2 separate regions of the Triticum aestivum genome follow, and region 2 is linked to region 1. A link is a contact called in public HiCAR-type data. All regions are on one chromosome and are shown on one strand. The core of a region is the stretch at or near the end of the contact, and the rest is flanking DNA. Distances in the headings are between cores, read along the strand shown.

The links. HiCAR-type assays count read pairs that join an accessible place to other places.
Region 2: a contact with region 1 is called in a HiCAR-type map of leaf, with 4 times the contacts expected there. The contact joins the promoter of LOC123113085 here to the promoter of LOC123116854 in region 1. A contact is called at or near these places in 1 of 5 Hi-C or Micro-C datasets (leaf) and 1 of 1 datasets of contacts at active chromatin or transcription factors (leaf).

The regions. Positions count from the first base shown.
Region 1 is chr5B:544,849,939-544,857,030 of IWGSC CS RefSeq v2.1, reverse strand. LOC123116854 (low temperature-induced protein lt101.2) reads right to left here and starts at 4,198. Exons shown (of 2, transcript XM_044537742.1): 1 at 3,986-4,198; 2 at 3,547-3,875. The coding sequence starts at 4,075. The coding sequence ends at 3,744.
Region 2 is chr5B:545,027,010-545,034,101 of IWGSC CS RefSeq v2.1, reverse strand. It overlaps LOC123113085 (trihelix transcription factor ASIL2), which reads right to left and starts at 3,754. Exons shown (of 2, transcript XM_044534213.1): 1 at 1,682-3,754; 2 at 58-532. The coding sequence starts at 2,720. The coding sequence ends at 522.

The sequences.
Region 1 (7,092 bases), core at 2,949-5,448:
TTCTCTCCGGTCTTCTTGGCTCGTGGTGGTGCTCGCAGCGAGACGGCGTTGGTGGCGGCGCAACCGTGATGGCGCATGGTTAGGCGATGGTTTGGCTGGTCGACTCCGGTTGGCCGGTGGGGTTTGGCGTGCGGGAGAAATCCTTGTCGATTCGTCCGGCTCCGATGCGGTGACACCGGCGGGTGCCATTATCCCTTCTTGGAGGGTGTCAGGAGTAGCTATCCCCTACCTCCCTCCGCGTACTGGGGGAAACCCTAGGACTTGTCCGGGCAGCAGCGTCATCGGCGTCGCTCCCTTCTTGGAGGTGCTGCTTAGTTCGCGGTAGATCGGAGCCTCGGGTTGTGGTGGTTTGTTTCCGGAGGACGCAGCGGTCGCGGGTCTTCCACTTCGAGCTGCCATTGTTGGCATTTATTTCTTCTTCTTTTTCTTTGGGCTTGATGTGCTGCTCGCCCCAGCATTGTGATGTGTACATTGATGGTTTGCTTTGGAATACAAAGCGGGGGAAACCTTTTTTGAGTAATACATGTATTGTTGTATGTTCCATCTCAGAAGAACGAAAGATATGCTTTGACCTTCCGCTCAGCACCGCCATTTGTCGCGAGCATGCCTTCTCATGTCTCATCTCTGTACAGTGCAAAGGGGGGAAATATTGTAATAGAAAGAATAAAAAGACACTGATTTCATGAAGCTTTTCTGGCTTGCGGAACCTCTTGGCAGATTACCGCATCAAGGGAGAATGCTTACATAATCCATGAAAAATGGTTGTTTACACTTCTGAAATTTAAGGTAATGGATGAATTATGACTGCATCAGCATACAATTTGGTTACTCTGAAAAAACAAAAACATATAGAAGTGTCAAACACACTGAAAGACATGAGAAGTGCTGAGCGGAAGGTCAGAGCATATAATTTTTTTAGCAAGAGAATGGTCTCTAACTACGCAAGAGTGAATAGATGTATCAAAAGGGAATGCTTAAATAATCCATGAAAAATGGTTGTTTACAATTCTGAAATTTAAGGTAATGGGTGAATTATGACGACATCAGCATACAATTCGGCTACTCTGAAAAACAAAAAGTTATAGAAGTGCCAAACACATGTCTTTCTGACTGAAGACAAGCAGGCGACATGCATCAGATTTTATTTACCACCAATGGTGCTTGAAATTGCAATCAATGTTCATTTTGGTGCCTAAACTTGAAAAATATGTTGAACTGGTTCTAATACTTGACATGAAGCGTGCAAATACGGTGCTAATGTCATTCGTAGACATAAAGGGTGCTGACCGTAGCACCGTATTTTGCTGAGGTGGCATGGGGTCCACTTTTAGCGACGAAACCGGATTTTAGTTGAATATTATGTCTATAAAAAGTGGGCCTCATCTGTCAGTACACAAGAAAACTAAAATAAGAAATGCTAAGGAACTGGGTTTGAACAAGCAAACTGAAGAATGGGGGCGAGCTGTGCTAGATGTAATTTTACAAGCCACACAAACAGATACCTTTATATGCAAACTTCGGCCCCTTAGGCTAGATGTACTATGAAATATAAAAGGCTCGTGCTTCTTAAATTGCTTGCAGTTAGTGCTGCCCATTTAGCAGATGTTAACTTTTAAAAATGTAAAAATCTGTAAATTATAAATCACAGTAATGCAAATAAAGTTCAATTATTCGTGTGGTATTAATAGTTATAAATATTGTACATATAACTAAAATAACTAACTTAAAAAAATGTTCATTTAACTTTTAGGATATTCATGTATTATTTTAAAACACATTAATATAACTAAAATAATAGATACGAATTATAACAATGTTTGTATAATTTAATATAAAATAATAAAAATATTTTAAAATTACAGTTCGTAAATTATTTTAATTATTCAAATATTTGAGTAATTAAATGCATATTTGTATAATTCATAAGTATGTCATTTAAGAAAATGTTTCTATAATTAAAAATTATTCATAATTTAAAATTTAAAATGTACATATGAATATTCACTCGTGGATTATATTTACATTATACAAAACTTAAGAATATAAGCCATGAGTGAAATTATACGCCAGTGAATATTCGTAAGTATTTAGTAAATGTTGTTATCCATAAATTTCTTCAAATTAAATATGATCCAGGCATGTACGTAAATATTCATTCACTATATTAAAAATAGTATTTTAAAAATAATATGTTAATATTTCTTATTTCTTAAAATTACTGGAACATTTATATATTTTTTCTTTTTTGTGCACATGAATATTTTTGTACCACGAGGTTATTATTTATGTACCACAAATATTTATAATGCATGACATGGCTTGGGGCTTGGTTTATAGCTTTTTTTTAATAATACAGGCACGCGAATATTTGTATACTACGAGGTAACTATTAATAACACACAAATATTTGAATCTAAGTTATTATTATTATTATTATTATCTACAGACGTTAACGTGTGAATGGTAGCATTTGTATTATTGTGATTATAATTCACAGATATTTTAAGTAAAATAACATGTGCTAAATGGGCCGCACTGATTGCAGCCAATTTAAGTAGCACAAGTATTAAAGCTGAGGGGCCAAGTCTGGCTACCTTAAAGCTGAGTGGCTAGCACAGCGCGCCCATACACTTCATGGCAATTTTTATTTTGGTTTTCTTGTCTATTGACAGGAGGGCCCCACCAGTCATAGGGACATACTATATTCAACTAAAATCCAGTTTCGTTGCTACAAGTGGATACTATGCCACGCCAATCAAATACTGTGCTACGGTCAGCACCCTTTACGTCTATGAATGGCATTAGCAACGTATTTGCACACTCGCGTCAAATTTTAGAACCAGTTCGATGTATTTTTTAAGTTTTTAGGCACTAAAGTGGACCCCAGTGGCAAGTTCGAGCACCACCTATGTTATTACCTCTTTACCCATCCATATGAACAGAGGCTGTTGCGTAGAATGACGAAGGGAATGAGTCAAATCAGAGAGCAACGAGCGTGCGTCAACGGGTAAAACCAGTTTACACGGATTAATTTGGTAGCATAGAAGGCTGTTTAGATGTCGTGGCATCTAAATAGAGCGGCATCCAACCAAAGTGGGTCAATCAGTGCCGCCGAACATCGTTCCGCCTCAAAATGTAAAGCAGCGTGCTTGCAGCGCCAGCCGCAGACGAGCCGTCCCGCCGTCCCATCTCCACCTGCTGCTCCTGCTCTAGTAGCCGACGACGAGCCGCACCTGGACGGATGCCCCATCCAGCCCATCACATGAGATCAGATCACAAGCAAACCTCTGCTTCGCCGCAGCCCAGGCGTGGCAGCAATCCTTTCAGGCTGTCAGCACGTCCACAGCATGCCGAAACAAAAGCACGTCTCGGCGGTTTGTTTTGGACATGAGAGAGTCGACAGCATCTCTGCTCCATCAATGAAGCATATAGCACACACAATTAAGTCCGATCGGAGAAATATCGCCACACAATGAGTGGCGGGGAATCCTGGGATCGCAACTCCTGTTTGTCACACAAACCTGCTCACCGACTGGCGTAAACCAGTGGGCAAAATCTTCAGAGCTGAAATTTATTCGGTTGTATGAGAATCACAGGACGGCCGGGGAAACCGGAGCACGGTTTAAGCAGCATTTACAGACTGATATAGAAAGAAGGCACGCCACACAGTGCAGCAGATGGAAACACACACACACACACACACACAGGACGTTGATTCGCACGGCATGAGGTGCTACACGATATCAACCAAGGGCGTCGTAGTCCCTGCCGCTCTCCTCCGAGGCAGAGCCATGCGCGACGAGCACGTAGACGGCGTAGATGATGCCGGGGATGTAGCCCAGGATGGTGAGCAGCAGGCAGATCAAGAACTCCATCTGTTCAAGGCAGACAGAAAGAAAGACCAATAAACACTATTATTAGTTTGCTAATATATCAGGATCCAGCATGGATCGCCTCGCGGAGAGGAAGGGGATGGATTGCTTACGCTACAGCAGCCGTAGCGGAGGAAGACGCCGAGCGGCGGCAGGATGACGGCGAGCAGGATCTCCACGAAGGTGCAGCTCCGGGACGCCATCGGGAGATCTCTCTCTCCCTCCCTCTCTCTTGCTCTGCTGGTCAGGAGGTTTGGTTGGGGGCCGCGTTGCTCTGTCGCGGGGAAGGAAGGACGGGAGGAGGCTTTAATTACACAAGTTGTGGTGGTGCTGGGCTGCTGGCTGGCTGGCTGTGCCGACATGCCATGCCACGCGGATCGACGGCGAAACGCCACAACGTGCCACCAGGTACGGGGCCAGAAAATCTGTATCACAACACGTGGAGCATTTCAAGTGGCTATTGCATAGTACTTGAACAGTGCCGGTTTCTCGTGATTCTGAAATCCGATACAACTGAATAAATTTCAGCTTGAATTCCGACTAGGGACATGGTATTTTGTCTATGTATTCACACATGTATCAAGTTTTCGGTTAATACAATTCTTGCATTAATAATAAACATTTATCATGAATAAAGAAATATAAAATAATAACTTTATTATTGTCTCTAGGCATATTTCCTTTATCATTGTCTCCAGCAACCACCTCGCCCAACTTAACCCTCACCCAAGTTGCAAGCACCGGTGGTCGACCTTGTCCCCCAAATCGCCCCTCCTCTCTCTCTTGAAACACAAAGCAGAAAGACATGCGGGGTGAGGAGTTTGACCAGACTCTTAATGTCGGTTGCGTACATTTTTTTTAGGGAAGTCGGTTGAGTACTTTGTATGGGCAGGGGAGCTGGTGTGCTGGGCCATCACGAAAAAAACACAAGATCGCTCCTAGGGCTCTATTTCCTGGTAGCTTAGAAACTGTACTGATACGACAAACGGTGTATGCTGCGTTGTGTCGGTGTAAAACGTCCGTGGAAGTGAGCATTTGAAGGGTCGCGGTGGCGGCAGGCCCTGCACCGCAGATCCAAGGCGGGTGGTCGTTGCGGCAGATCCTATGAGGCGGAGGCCGCGTCTCACGTGGGGAGGCTGGGGCGGCAGTCGGGTAGCGTCTCTGCTGCGCGGTGGCGATGGGAACCTACATGGTTGGCGGTGTGGCGGCCGCGGGCTCATGGGTGGCTCCGATGGCTGCGGATCTGGCGTCCTGACCAGATCCGTCTCCATACGGCCTTGGCCGGCCGGTGGCGCGAGGAGGACCGGTGAGGGGCGGCTGGAGGCTCCCTACCGGCGTGCCAACGGCGGCCCTCATCTCCACAGCGAGGATCCATTCGGTTCCAGCCAGCTGCGAGGTTGGGGGGATGCGACTTCCGGTGAAAATCGCACCGACTTCGGTCATGACGGACGATGGCGGCATCTATGATGTCGTTCCTTTCTCGAGCCATCATTGTTGCAAGTCGTGGCAACCCACTCTGATGCTCCAGAGGAAACCATAGATCTCGATCTACCGGATCGGACGATGATGGTACCTTTGTTGTCGTTGTTCCTCCTGAGGGCATCGTTTTGGAGCAAGTGCTAGTTGGTCGGGACAAGCGGAAGAGCGGTGTCTCATCCACCGCAAGGCCGACGGTGGATCCTGGTGGCATGGTGTTGCGAAGGTTCGGCGACGGGTGCGTGTGTTCGGATACGTGCAGGATGGTGGAGTTGCCTGGCGCCGTGGTGGCGTCGACGGCAAGCCAGACAAGGTCGATGGGTCAGTTTCTGCTCTGGAGATGGATCGATGGAAGATGGCGGCGGCAGCCTCTAAGAGTGCGTCGGTCCAGTATGGGACCCAGTCCCGATGTGTGGTTGGGTTGGGGCATCTAGCTTTAGATGTTAGGGTTTGGTGTGATGTTGTAATAGGCCCTGATATTCGGCACACCTTCATCAATGGGATAGGAGTAGCAACAGGCGTTGCCTAGATGGTGGCTTCAGGCTGACTGATGTATTACTTCGTATGGCCTCTGTGAATAATTAATAAGATGGCCGCATCCATCGTTCCGATACAGAGGCAGGGGTCTATCCTCCTTTTTCTTAAAGACACAAGCACTTATATATACGCGCCTACCCTCACCACTATGAACGCGCGCACACGCACCCTATTCCTATGAGCACCTCTGAGAGACTGAGTCGGCATATCATCTTGAGATTTTATGAAGTCACCATAGGCACCTCGTAGTCGACGGGAACGTCTCCTCCCACTGAACGTGTATCGCTGAAAATCCTAAAATAAATCCAGGATAAATGCGAGCAACAGGACTTGAACATTGGTGGGCTAGGGATACCACTGTCCACCTAATCATCCAACCACAGGTTGATTCGCTTAGTCGTGCATTGTTTTTTTTAACATCGGTACAACTCATATATACACGCATACACTCACCCGTATGAATGCAAACACGCACCCCCTACCCATATGAGTATCTTTGACAGACCGAGTCGGCATATCATCTTGAGATTTTACGAAGTCTTCGTAAGTGCCTCGTAGTCGACGGGAACGTCTCCTCCCACTGAAAGACTATCGCCGGAAATCCTGTAAAAAATCCAAGATAAGCGCCTCGTAGTCGACGAGAACGTCTCCTCCCACTGAAAGACTATCGCCGGAAATCCTGTAATAAATCCAAGATAAATGCGAGCACTAGGACTTGAACCCTAGTGGGCTGGCGATACCACTGTCACTACTAAGGAAAACCCTAGTAGTAGCGCTTGAAATATGCATAGCAGTAGCGCTGGTACCAGCCACTACAAAAAAAATTCACTTCCGTGATGATACGTGTTGGTCACAGTAGGTCGCGTTTTTTGTCATGCATGTGCATCCATGACAAATTTATGACAGAATCAAGATAGTCATACCTGTACTGTCGTAGAAGTGTTCGATGACATTATCAAAATTATCATCACGGAAGTGTCCACTTCCATGACGATAAATCGCACGTCACAGAACTACTTTCGTCAAGGGTGACCGACACGTGGCATCCACCGTAACAGAACGCCGTTAAGCTATCGGGTTGGGTTTTGGATCCGATAACCCGTTAACAGCCCCGACCAATGGGGATTTTCCACGTGTAAAATCATCATTGGCTGGAGGAAACACGTGTCGGCTCACCGTTGGGACAGATGCCATCCACTCATTGGAC
Region 2 (7,092 bases), core at 2,505-5,004, 180 kb before region 1:
CTTATATCTGAAAAGTTTGAAAACAAAATGACTTTTTGAAGCCATGTACAGCACATGGAAAAAGGTAAGAGCATGGATGATGCACACATTACATATATGGAAAAGGTAGCCGTGGATGATGCATACACAGTACACGAATGAATCATACCATCAACAGTCACACAAACACCATAGCACCTCAAGCATCCGGCTTCCAGCACTGAGAGAGAACCACAGCATCTTACAAATGTTGTCAGCAAAACAGTTTCAGTAGGAATGCAAGTTGACAAATTTTCGGACTAGCAAACTACTCCTGATTGTAAAACTGCATCTTCTAACACCCTGCTGGAAAGGGGCACTGGTGCTTCCGTTATTGCATTTCGATCTTTACGGCTACACTATGCCTTCACTCTCATGGTGAAGCTAAATCAATCGACATACATTTTCCGCACATGAATGGAGTGCGATACCGGCCTTCTGTTTAGAACTCGTGCGGCGCCAGGGGAGGAGAATCACAATTCACAGGTGTTTTGATTGGCCAGTCACCCTGAACCTGAAACCCGTAAGCCAAATTGTTGAGAAGAGAACTGAAAACTAAATAGTAGTAGAAAACAAGATGAGTTACATGCAGTTCTCCTGCAAGATTTCAAAGAGAAAAAGAGTAAGGATGTCAGCAGACCGTACAAGATGGTGCTTTTCATAAGATAAAATGAAAATCCGTCTTGCAACTAAATAAGCACGCCTAAATTTTGAGAATGTATGCTAACAAAGTCGAAGCAACACCTAGCCGACTCCTCGCAGCAGGTTCATATCATCCAAGGATTAAGTTCTATAATTGTCCATTGACCCCCATAGCATAGTACCGCGAGACCTCTGATCCGTTTAATGAGGAGATTATATTTTGGCCCCCTGCGTTACCACAGTACCTGAATTCCACTATACAGTCTTGCAATGGAACTAAACATTCAGAGCATGCATTATATGTCAACAACAATCAAGCCTTCTGCTGCCTACAAGTTAGAACATCAGATCCCGGTACCGTGTTTGCGTTTATGTCAGTAAACGATACTCAAAATACACCCTCTTCTAGCAGAGCATGTATGACACTAGTTATACCAAGATTTTAGTTCTAACATGCGGTTTTTCACTTTGTTTTTGCCAATAAAATAACCCGAATGGAGTCTGTCATACATAGCAACACACGGGGACAACATTCAGCCCCGGCCAAATGGTAGAACAGCGCTGTAGAATGAGACGGTAGGTCTCGATAGGAAGGAAAGGCTTCAAAAGTTCAGCCGTTCCACAGAAATGTATTTCAGTTCAGTCAAGCTCAGAAAGTGTCTGAACCATCACAGTACTAGTACTACAGAATGAAAAGCTGCTTTAGTAGTATACGTCTGAAGCAAACACTGAAGTGAATCCAGAGACCATCTTGTTCCTAGTAGTTACCATATTGGTGCAAGAATAACCTCATGCTGCAATTTCCCATTCTATCAGTGATGATTTTCCAGGACTAGATAGAAAAGTAGCTCCAAACATAGCATGATTGCAGTAATTAACTGACAGCGATAGAGTGTAAGATGAAGCCGGAAATGCACTTCCACATACCCATATCTCACACCATACACCATTTAGGATGCTCTTGCAGCACTGAATATGAACAGCAATCTTACTGGTAAGCTGGTTTTAAGTTGGAACTAACCATTTTCGCCTTTCTTGGCAAGCGTGTCCACTTGAGACGAGCTGCCGCCGTTACCGCCGACGCACTCCTTGAGCCGCTTGGCGAAGAGCCTGGCGATCTGCAGCTGCGTCTTGGCCATGATCTCCGTCCTCCTCAGCTCCATCTCGCCCCTCTTCACCTCGGCCTCGGCCCTCATCCGCTCCGTGTCCCGGTACACCTCCAGCCTGGCCCGCTCGATCTTCACGAACGAGCTCGCCAGCAGCTCGATGCTCCTCGCGACGTCCAGCTCAGGGCCCTTCCGCTTCCTCCCCGGCGCGTCCCAGGCCTCCTCGGCGCCGTCGTCGTTCGCCTCCGCCTCCACCTCCTTGCTCCGCGGAGAGCTCACATTTGCGGCGTCGCTGTCCGCCGCCCTGCTGGTCTCCTTGTGCGTGGCCTGATCGACGGTCTTCTCGGCCTTCACGGTCGCGGAGCCGTTGGCGTCTGCGTTGAGTAGCTCGGAGAGCGCCCCGGGCGGCCCTGCGGTGTCCGGCGGCTGCTGGAGGGCGGTGTCTGCTTCGGCGTCGGCCTCCGGCTCTGCTTTCAGCGGTGCTCGCGGCTGGACGATGCCATCGTTACTCGGCTCCGGTTGCGCCTGCGGCTGGCCAGAGCAGCCGGCGGCCGGCCCCTTGAGCAGCCCGTCCATGCGGCCGAAGAAGCGCCACGACGGGCCACCGGAGGCGCTGGCTGCCCCGGCTACTCCGGCGCGCGTGGCGGCGGCCGACTCGGCCCGGTAGCGCTTCTTCATGGACTCGACCTTGTTCTTGCACTGGTTGGGGGTCTTGGCGGTGCCCCCGGCAGCGGCGCCGGGCTTGGAGGCGTGGTCGGAGGAGGAGCAGTGGGCGGAGACGTCGTGGGCGATGTCGACCCAGTCGCTCCACTTGAGCTTGGCCCGGTTGCGGAGCAGCCACTTGGCCTCGTAGGCCTCGAGCAGGCGCGAGATGCCGCTCTCGCTCCACTCGTCGCGCTTCGGCTGCTGCTGCGGCGCCGGCGCGGGCGGCGCCGCGTCGGGGAGGCCGTCCATCGAGGCCGCAGCAGAGCAGCCGGAGCCCCAAAACTGGGGACCGAGCTTAAGCAGAGGCAGGGGAGCAGTTGGACCGAGACCGTCTGACTCTGTCAGTCTGTCGGCGAGAAGATCCCTCTCCGGCACGGGGATCTGCTCAAAACCGGTGCACCAGAGCCTGAATTCTGCTCGGGAAGAAGAAGAGCTTGGCTCAATCTCTGAAGCTGGAGGCCTGCCGCGTGAGCGATCAGGGGAGGATGGTGTGTCCCTGGCCTGAAGCTGGGATCGGAAAAGATGGCGCCTTTTCCTTCCCTTTTTCCAGGGGTGACGAAAGAAGGGAATTTCGGGAGGAGCTAACTTCCCAGATGGAGCAGAAAGGGCAGGCCGGCGGTTATGATGCGGCAGCGGGTGCCGTGCCGCTGCCGGACGGACGAACAGCTGAATCCAAAGCAAGCGCTGTGTCACTCATAACCCCATGGCTAGCCGCGATCAAGGGGGAAGAGAAGCAAGAAAGCAAGTTTGGAGCGGTCAAAAGACAGCGGGGGAGCGTCGTGGAGAAGAGTCAAGGGCTAGGCCGCGGCGGCAGCGGCGGCAGGGCGAGGGGACTTGATTCGAGCTCGGAAAGAAAAGGGAGGGTGGCGGCCGGGGCCGGGGCCGGGAGGTGGGGCGGGGAAGGATCCCTCTCCTCTCCGTGGGGGGAGGGGGAAAGTGGGGGGGAGAGAGGACTCCGCCCGCCTGCCCGCGCGGCCACGGTTGCCAACTGCCGGCCGCGTGAGGTAGGCCCGCCACGGACAGCGAGGGCGGGCGGGAAGTGGAGGCGCGCGTCGCGTCGGACCGCATTAGCCGACGGGAGCGGGGGCGTGACGCGCGCGCTGACCGGATCGGCGCGGCCCGGCGGCAAAACAAAGCGGATGGATTGATTCGTCGCTGTCGCTGGCGCGTCCGGCGGGCGGGCGGTGACCCCAACCCCAACCCCAACCGTGGTGGTTGGTTGCTTCTTGCTGGGTGGGACTCCGCCCGCACCGCACCCGCACTAGCGCTAAGCCCTCCCACGCGCCGCGGTTGGTGGCGGACTGGCGTGCGTCTTCTTCTGCTCCCTTTTTCCCTCGCGGCTTGCTGGAGCACTGTTCAGGCAGTTGACTAGCCGAGCCAGCACCGGCAGCTCAGCTCCAGGGACACCACCCTATCAGCTCCGGATGTCATGCGACTAAGGCCCAGTTCTTTTGGCCAATTCTCCCATAATCTTGAGAATCAACCCTTCATCCTGCTACTCCCAAAATCTTGAACTCATATTTTTTTCTTTTACAATCCTAAATACTCCCTCCGTTCCAAAATAGATGACCCAACTTTGTACAATTAGGATTGTACAAAATATGGATACAAGATTCTGGGAGAAGCTGGGCGGAGGGTCGATTCTCAAGATTCTGGGAGAATCGCCCAAAAGAACCGGGGCTAAGAGCACCAGATACCGTAAAACGGGGCATGCGAAATAATAAACGCCGGTTTACGGGCATGGGCAATTTTTCCTGCCCGAATAGATCCCATGTAATGGGCCATCCTGATTTTTTTGTATGGGATTTTGCATACTCCATGTCGTTTTCGCCATATCTACGAGATTCACACTTGTTTTTGCTGGATCCCCTTTCCTAGACGCTGATGGAAATATGCCTTAAAGATAATAATAAAATGGTTACTATTATATTTCCTAATTCATGCTAGAATTATATTGATCGGAAACTTTGATACATGTGTGAATACATAAACAAACACCGTGTCTCTAGTGAGCTTCTAATAGACTACCTCGTTGATAAAAAATGATTAAGGTTTCCTAACCATGGACATAGTTGTCATTTGATAATGGGATCACATCATTAGGAGAATCATGTGATGGACAAGACCCATTCATTAGCTTACCATAATGATAGTTCAGTTTTATTGTTATTGCGTTCTTCATGTCAAATACATATTCCTTCGACTATGAGATTGTGCAACTCCCGAATACCGGAGGAGTGCCTTGTGTGCTATCAAACGTCACAACGTAACTGGATAATTACAAAAATGCTCTACAGGTGTCTCTGAAGGTGTCTGTTGAGTTGGTATAGATGAAGATTAGGATTTGTCACTCCGGGTATCAGAGAAGTGTCTCTGGGCCCTCTCGGTAATACACATCATAAGTTTGCAAGCAAACGTCTAAGGAGTTAGTCACGAGATGATGTATTACGGAACGAGTAAAAAGACTTGCTGGTAACGAGACTAAACTGGTATGAAGATACCGACGATCAAATCTCAGGCAAATAACATACCGATAGACAAAGGAAATTACGTATGTTCTCATAACGGTTCGACAGATAAAGATCTTCGTAGGATATGTAGGAGCCAATATGGGCATCTAGGTTCCGCTATTGGTTATTGACCAGAGAAGTGTCTCGGTCATGTCTACATAGTTCTCGAACCTATAGGGTCCGCACGCTCAACGTTCGTTGACGATATAGTATTATATGAGTCATGTGATTTGGTGACCGATTGCTGTTCGAAGTCTCGAATGAGATCACGGACATGACGAGGAGTCTCAAAATGGTCGAGAGGTAAAGATTAATATATAGGACGATGGTATTCGGACACCGGAAGTGTTCCGGAGGGTACTGGGTACATATCGGGTCACGGGAAAGGGTTCCGGGCACACCCGGCAAAAGATATGGGCCTTGTGGGCCAAGAGGGGAAACACACCAGCCACAAGGGGCTGCTGCGCCCCCCATATGGGCCGGCCAAGGTGGAGAAGGAAAGGGGAAGAAGAAAACGAAAGAAAGAGAATAGGATTCCCCCTTCCTTCCCCCTCCCGCTTCTTTCCTTCCCTCTCTGATATATATGGCAGGGGGCCGCGCGGCTTGGGAGGAGCCCAAGTAGGATTTGGTCCTACTTGTGGCGCCTCCTGGCCTCTCCCCTCCCCCTCCCACCTATATATATGTGGGGGGGGGGGGGGCGCCCCTAGCACACACCAGACAATTGCCTAGCCGTATGCGGCGCCCCCATCCACTGTTTACTCCCTCGATCATATTTTCGTAGTGCTTAGGTGAAGCCCTGCAGAGATCACTTCACCATCACCGTCACCATGCCGTCGTGCTGACGAAACTCATCTACTACCTCAATGTCTTGCTGGATCAAGAAGGCGAGGGACGTCACCGAGCTGAATGTGTGCAGAAATCGGAGGTGTCGTACGTTCGGTACTCGATCGGTGGATCGCGAAGAAAGTTCGACTACATCAACCACTTTGTGAAACGCTTCCGCTTACAGTCTATGAGGGTAAGTAGACACACTCTCCCCCTCGTTGCTATGCATCTCCATGGATAGATCATTGCGAGAGCGTAGAATTTTTGTTTTCCATGCAATGATTCCGAGCAGTGGCATCATGAGCCAGGTCTATGCGTAGATGATATGCACGAGTAGAACACAAAGAGTCGGGGGCGGTGATAGTCATACTGTTTACCACCAACGCCTTATTTTGATTCAGAGGTATTGTGGGATGAAGTGGCCCGGACCAACCTTACATGTCCACGTACCTGAGACCGGTTCCACCAACAGGCATGCAACTAGTTTTGCATAAAGGTGGGGGTGTCTGTTTCTCCTACTTTAGTTGAATCGAATTTGACTAGGGCCGGTCCTTAAAGAAGGTTAAAACAGCAAACTTGATGAAACATCGTTGTGGTTTTATGCGTAGGTAAGAACGGTTCTTGCAAGAAGCTCGTAGTAACCACGTAAAATTGCAACAACAAAGTAGACGACGTCTAACTTGTTTCTGCAGGGTATGTTGTGATGTGATATGGTCAAGACATGATGAGATATACATTATTGTATGAGATGATCATGTTTTGTAAGATATCTGGCAACTAGCAAGAGCCGTATGGTTGTCACTTTATTGTATGAAATGCATACGTCATGTAATTGCTTTACTTTATCGCTATGAGTTAACAATAGTTGTAGAAGCAAAATTTGGCGAGACGACCACAGCGCTACGATGGAGATCAAGGTGCCGAGCGGTGACGATGGAGATCATGGCGATGATTTGGATATGGAGATCAAAATCACAATATGATGGCCATATCATGTCACATAATTTGATTGCATGTGATGTTTATCTTTGATGCATCTTATTTTGCTTAGTACGATGGTAGCATTATAAGATGATCCCTTCACTAAATTTCAAGGTATAAGTGTTCTCCTTGAGTATGCACCATTGCGACAGTTCGTCGTGTTGAGACACCATGTGATGATTAGGTGTGATAGACTCTACGTGTGATAGCCTGGATTTGCCTTCTCCCTTTTTCTGGACTTTCTTTTGCATTTTCTTTGGATTTCGAGTTTTGAATCAATTCAAATGGACTTGAACACTTGGGCC